2 separate regions of the Oryzias latipes genome follow, and region 2 is linked to region 1. The links are chromatin contacts, called in public Hi-C maps. All regions are on one chromosome and are shown on one strand. The core of a region is the stretch at or near the end of the contact, and the rest is flanking DNA. Distances in the headings are between cores, read along the strand shown.

Region 1 (3,300 bases), core at 704-3,203:
GTGGGGAGGCCATCTAAGATGTTAACAGCTGCACCTTTTCAGGTGAGTTGCTTTAGTGCTTTCTGTCCATCAGGAAGTGGTTTGAGGGATTGGTTTGGAAGACTATAATTTTGTCAATATTCACGCTGGCCAGCTAAATTTGAAAGAGTTCTTGTGAATCCTTATTATTCTTTTTTTTTTCCAAGTGTCAGGGATTCTAACATGAAGTAGCGAGTAACACTTTCATTCATTGGGACAAAGCTTTTCATCTCAACCCGTTGTTTTCTATGGATGCCTTTGAATCAAAACTATCATTTCCATCTCCCCTTATAGCTTCGAATCATCTACGTTTATTTTTTTAATTGGTACCTTGGAATTGAAAACAAGCATTACCACTGTATATTATTTCCGACTGGTTTCATTTTCATACTTACTTTGTAAATATCTATGTTGTATGGAGCTTGAACTAAAATGTAAATATGTTTACTGTATTTGTAATAATTATAATCCATTCGCTGTATAGCATAGATGTGTCATGCAGGTATCCTAATTCTGTGTATGGTAATCTTGCACCATTGAACCGTTTAGTGAATGAGGCAACAATAAAAAGTGCAAACTGTGCATTAGCAAAAACCTGTGATGCCCGTTTGTCCTCTCCTTTGTGGCGTGCTTTAGTGATGCCAGCATGTTTTGACAAGTTACAGCTTCCTGCTGTCCATTAGATGCTCCTGCTTCAGAGCACACCAAACCAAACAGCTTTTTTCATTTTTTTCTAAATACATTTTCAGATATAATTTAAAGGACTGACAGTTGTTTTAAAACAAGCCATGAACATTTTTTTTTAAATTGTCATTTTACAGTGTTTTTTTTCTTCTGTTCTTTGACAAATATACCTAAGAGACTCTGCTTTACACTCATTCTCCTCGTTTCCTCATACTAATGAGAAGTAACATGGGTCACCAGAGGATTTGTGATAAATAGCGTCAACATTGATCAACTTTAATACATGTATTTATAAAGCAGCTACTTGGCTTCAGAGCACGCACCTCATTTGGGCTTTTGCTCCCATTTTCCAGACTATTTTCTTGCAGTTTGAAAGTTTTATTTTAAGAGTGAAAATGTGTAGGTCGTATTAAGATGGTGAAATGGAAACAAGTTGGTTTAATTCTAATTTTGTTTTGTATTCTCGTGCGTGCATTCATGATGCAGCAAATGCTTATAGATGTACAACTGTCAACTAAATGCTAACTCTAAATAAGACGGCTATATTTTAAAAACATGAAATGTACAGAAAAAAATAATACCTGCAGTTGGTTTCGAACCCAAACTTTTTTTTACAGCTCAGTTAACTTTGCATTAAACAATAGGCAAATTTGCTTCATTTTTTTTTATTTTGGTGTGTTTCTATTTCACTGTTTGTGTTATCTAGAGAGAGATTTTTCTAGATAAAGATTTGATGTAACAGGACTTCAACGCTTTATAAGGACATTGATCCCTGAAATTTCTCACATTCCATAAAAGATTATATAGGGGGCAAATCCTGGGACATACTGGAGTGAACATCAGTAACCTGACGTGAATCCCCAAGAGGTAGAAGAAAATTTCTGGTGGGAATTTTACTTGACAGGATTAGACAAACTACTTTGGTGGCCATTGGAAATGAGGAGTGTGTTAAGACTTCCCATGTGCCGGTTAAAGCTTAATTTAGTTGCAATTCATTGTCAAAAAACCATTGATTCAAACTATCATTGTGTGTGTAACTTGGAGCCTGATTTATTTAATGTTTTTAACCGAATTTCCACACCGGGGGCAGGGAGTACACTGTGGGATTACCTAACGTGAGTGACCATCAAAAGCAACCAATAGGAACCACCCATTTCTCTGCCCAGAGTTTCTGACCAATCAAAAGCTACAAACGACGTTGCATCGGTAATCAACGCGCTTTATGATTGGAAGTTGGAGGGAGATGGGCGTGCTTTGGCTTTTCAGTGAAGTTAGATGGAGAAGAACCAGGAAGAAGAGCGAATCTGAAGAAGAGTGTTAAGCGTATAACCTGTCTGACTGTCAGTTTAAGACATTTTATCGACTGTTTCTTCACCCAAACGCGATGGCTGAGTAAGTTTATTCGAGTTTTCTATTTTGAATATATGCTATAGACGTGGGGGTGGTAGCGTTTTAAACGGCCGTTTGTCAGTTTGTAGGCCTCTGGAGTTATAACTACAATAACTTTGTTGTATTATTATTACATAACTAAATTGTTTTTTAACGAAGTATATAGTTAATTCATTCTATTTCCATTTAACCCCCCTAAGAAAAAGAAATATCGATGTAGTCGCTATGGATTCTGGGAAATGAAGTACATTTTTAAAGTAGATTCAATTATGAATACTTTAGCATGTACGGCTGTGTGCCTAATCTTTAGAACGCTTTTGTAGTCAGAGTTTTGAGTCCTGACAGTAAACGTGCTCGCTCCTGGTTTCACAGGGCTGACATTGCTCTGATTGGCCTGGCTGTCATGGGCCAGAACCTCATCATGAACATGAATGACCATGGTTTTGTGGTAAGACCATGGCTTCCTATGTTTTCCCATCTTCCTTGGTGAAGAAAGAAGATTTCTTTTCAGTCTGTCAAATCTCTGTTGTAGGTTTGCGCCTACAACCGTACCGTGTCCAAAGTGCACGACTTCCTAAATAATGAGGCTAAAGGCTCCAAGGTGGTCGGAGCCGAGTCCCTGGAAGACATGGTGTCCAAGCTGAAGAAGCCCAGGAGGATCATCCTGCTGGTCAAGGCTGGACAAGCGGTGGACGACTTCATAGACAAGCTGGTCAGTGGGTTGTACCAGTTTTAGGAAACCCAAACGTGTAGATGTGCAGATTTCAAACATTTCTTTTATTTCTCAGGTTCCACTTCTGGATGCTGGCGACATCATCATCGATGGTGGCAACTCTGAATACAGAGACACAACAGTAAGCCTTTTGAGAGCCACGGTTTGGTGTTTAAAATCTTTTTCCTGAGGTTGTCTCCACAGTTTTGCTTTGTTTTTGTCACCCAGCGGCGGTGTCAGAGTCTAAAAGAGAAAGGCTTGTTGTTTGTCGGCAGTGGAGTGAGTGGTGGCGAGGAGGGCGCACGTTACGGACCCTCACTCATGCCAGGAGGACATAAAGAGGCCTGGTACATCATGGATAATTGTGTGAAATAAAAACAAGGTTGGAATAACTTCATGTCTGACTATCTACTTGTATATTCTTTAAGGCCCCACATTAAGGACATCTTCCAGAGCATTTCTGCTAAAGTTGGGACAGGAGAGCCTTGCTGTGACTG
Region 2 (3,430 bases), core at 719-3,218, 160 kb before region 1:
GATTTATAACTCTACGCTTCTGAGGCCGCTTAAGCATCCCTCGAGGGAGTTGGTCTACCTCTGGGAGCTACAATCTCAAAGAATCTGACAGGATCAGGCTTTTTTATTTTTATTTTAGACTTGTGAAAATGACAGACCACAATGCTGAACACGTCCCCACAGTCTGACATCCATAAACACAGATTCTTATGGAGGGAAATGTAAACTCAATGAAAGTGAATGAAAAATAGAAACCATCTGCGAACGCTCAAAACCAGATTTGTGACAAAACTGCTTTGGTCATTGTTTACCTTTTAATACAGTCTAGTTGTATACTAGTACGAGATCATTTGTAAAGCTGCTTTATTTATTTAGGGTATAAAACTGAAAACTGGGTTTTTTCCCAGGCAAAAATATTCTTATAATGTTTATGTACAAATCATTTTTATAACCAAAGAAAACTGGAATTATAACAGAAACTTGAAAAACAAATATATTTTAATGGAAGTGTAAACTGAATCATGAGCTTGAAGGCAGTGATGCCCAGGCCTATGTTCACCTACAAAGACGTGTTTTCTGCAAATACATTGAAAGCATGAAGAGATATAAATGATTGCTCTGACCATACATGCTTGCTATTGCCTTTAAATGATCATCTATCTTTAGATCTTGGTCTGCAGCCACAGTGAAGTATACTTCACACACGTGGGTTATCATAACCGCCTCTGCCTGCGGTTCGCCACATGTGGCTCGGAAACAACATTTTAATTCGGACATCACAGAGAGGAGAGCTGTAGTTTGGAGTCTGGAGGGAGCTTACCTCAGCTCGGTTTCTTCTACACATCAGAAGATGCCAGCCGTCGTCGATCTGGAGGTTTTCATTTTTGTTTTTTTCAAAGAATTACCCGAGGCTGTTTAAGTTGATGAAACTGTTTAGTAATGTTAAAATAGGCCAATAAAATGTCCCTTTTTCATTTTCAATTCATGCTTGCATCAGCCATGTATCGGATCTTTGAAAAAGAAAAAACTTGAGCAACACCAATCAATTTATATAAAATCCTATCACTGCTCCTTTAGGAAAGCATAAGAAACAAGCAGGTGTTTCTAAAAACTAAGACACACATAGATGAAAATTGTGTTTTTGATTTTTCTGATCATGGAGGACATGTATAAAGAAAATTGAGCTCAAAACAGCATTTCTGGGTATTTCTTTAGTCAGTTTATTGTAAAAAAAAAAATCCTGATCTAAAACTCCTCCGGTGCAAAAATAAGTCATCTTTAAATAAATAGGTTTCCTCAATAAAGTAGGATTTGTGACAAAAAACGGATTTATGAATATCACTATTTTATGATATCAACTATTTTAACAGTTGATACCATAAAATAAAAATGTTTTAATTAAAAATGGTCAGAAGCTTGACATTCTGCTTAATATGGATGTTTTTCAAGGTTGAACAATCAAACATGATATGAAACAGCTTTAGTGCAGCGGCTTTACAAATCCCAGTGTGCTTGTGAGGAGAGGCACGGATGCTCACAGGTTCAGCCTTCATGCTGCCTGGATCCGCTCTCAAACGTCTGTTTTTAACCCAGAGTTTGGAAGCGGGATCGGATGAGTCGCTCCCGTCACCCTCCTCTAGCGTCCTTCATGTCACTACCCCCACCCAAATGTATTCACACACCACCAATCCCCTGAAGGTTTGCTGAGCAGCTGAGCTGACACCAGCGAGCCTGAACTCTTTTCATGTCTGTCTGGCTCCGAGTCTTCAGCAGAACCGCAATTAAAACCCCGCATGATGTTCCGGTCAAACTGGAGAAACTGGTTTCTTCATCGCTCATTGTGATGAATAAGAGATGACAAAGTTAGCAATGAGTTGTGTGAAATAAACAAGCCCCTGAAGGTTGCTGTAATTGTAGAGTATGATCAGAATTATGGCCTGGAGCTGCTGTGATCTGCCTGAATCCACGTCACTGTGGCAACCAAACGCCTGCGCGCGGCCAGCAGGACCTCATTTTTGCCACCCCCACCCCACCCCCTGGGTTCTGGAAAGAGGGTACATCAAGTCACCCCCCTAATTAAATATAACCCCACATCAAACGGTCTGCCAACATGCATCAAAGCTCCTATGGAAGGATAAAAGGGCCAAATAAATTGGCAGAACTTTCATAGCCCCACAAAGGCCTCTAATCTAATATTGTAAGCAGAGGACAAAGCTGATGTGCATACTAATTTCACCTTTATCTTAAATTTGGGGGAGATGATTGTTTAAATTTTTTGTTTGCATGTTCAGGTAGCAGATTTGAGGTGTATCTGCAGTTTAGCTCATTGCCATTTCTTGCTGGTGCTTTGCGAGAACGATCTAATATGACAAAAGTCGTGACTCAAGTGAGTTGTTGATGTGTGCGCTCTCACAACAAAACGTATTTCTTTTCTGTCACCCACATTAGCTGTGGCAGGTCTTTCCATGGCTTTCTTCTCCGCATTTCTCCTCTCCCGCTTTGCCTCTTCCCTGCTTCTGCAGACCGACGGCAAAAAAGCAGGTCATTAGTTAGACGGAGAATCTGAGATGAAAGTTGTTAGAGGTGAGATAGATCTGTGTTAAATATTGCTGTGCAATATTTATAATGCTGCAAACCTCCACTGGTGACAGAACCAAGTCTCCTGCCGGGGTTTATTCCACGGAGCTCAAATATGTGTTTCTTTACCACATTACAGGACCATTTAAGCAATTCAGTCTCTAATATTGTTTCTGTAGATAAATGTGTGTTTTGTAATTGACTCAAATTCAGATTTGTGGTTGAATTTGCTGTGTGTGTTTTTAGCATGTGTGGCTAAAATGTGTTTGTTTTCAGAGCCACAGGAGCAGGGGGTATGAACCGCGAGGAGGCGCCGGGGAAGTCTCCTGAAGACATGTACATCCAACAGAAAGTGCGGGTCCTGCTCATGCTTAAAAAGATGGGATCAAATGTAAGCTCAGGAGCTCTGATGTCGCTTTTACTGGTGTCTACAGCAGGAAACTTCATCATCAGGGCCAGGGCTACACCATATGAGGAAAACCTGTGACTTACGATATTAGTGATCAGTATTGCCATGACGATATGGCTTGCGATATATAAACAAATGGCAAAACAACTAATACATCATTTTAATTTCATTGCAGCTGTTTTGTTTAATTAAAAGTCAACATAACTTAAGTTAAATTCCAAATGACCCACATCCACATAGAAGGCAGACATATAGCAAAAAAGACTTCAATTGATTGGTCAACAGTGTGAAAGGGTTAATCCGATTGGACAAATGTGTAAAAGACTATTTGATTTGCTAAATAAGTCAAGCTGCCATGAGATTGTTTTTAGCATGTGTGTAAACGTATCGGGTAACCATTTATTGCATTTTACCCTGTCTATTGCGATACACGTGTCACAAGCCGATGTCTATAGATTTGCAATT

Evidence for each region. Hi-C and Micro-C count contacts between places; a contact is called where the count stands out from the background.
Region 2: a Hi-C map of embryo shows a contact between it and region 1, with 2.7 times the contacts expected there. The contact joins the enhancer-like site here to the promoter of pgd in region 1. A contact is called at or near these places in 2 of 5 Hi-C or Micro-C datasets (both in embryo).

What each region holds. Positions count from the first base shown.
Region 1 is chr7:9,838,981-9,842,280 of ASM223467v1, reverse strand. It overlaps pgd (6-phosphogluconate dehydrogenase, decarboxylating), which reads left to right and starts at 1,953. Exons shown (of 13, transcript XM_004070382.2): 1 at 1,953-2,094; 2 at 2,464-2,539; 3 at 2,624-2,803; 4 at 2,880-2,945; 5 at 3,032-3,150; 6 at 3,232-3,300. The coding sequence starts at 2,087. kif1b (kinesin-like protein KIF1B) reads left to right here. Exons shown (of 48, transcript XM_020704567.2): 48 at 1-612.
Region 2 is chr7:9,997,774-10,001,203 of ASM223467v1, reverse strand. ctnnbip1 (beta-catenin-interacting protein 1) reads left to right here. Exons shown (of 4, transcript XM_004070387.4): 2 at 2,833-2,947. The coding sequence starts at 2,852. Among protein-coding and RNA genes, the nearest start is that of ctnnbip1, 6.1 kb to the left of the region's middle. Within about 2 kb of position 1,968, at least 1 of the 8 cell types and tissues checked has an H3K27ac peak or open chromatin away from gene starts, as enhancers often do. A contact at or near this core is called in embryo, where this site is marked.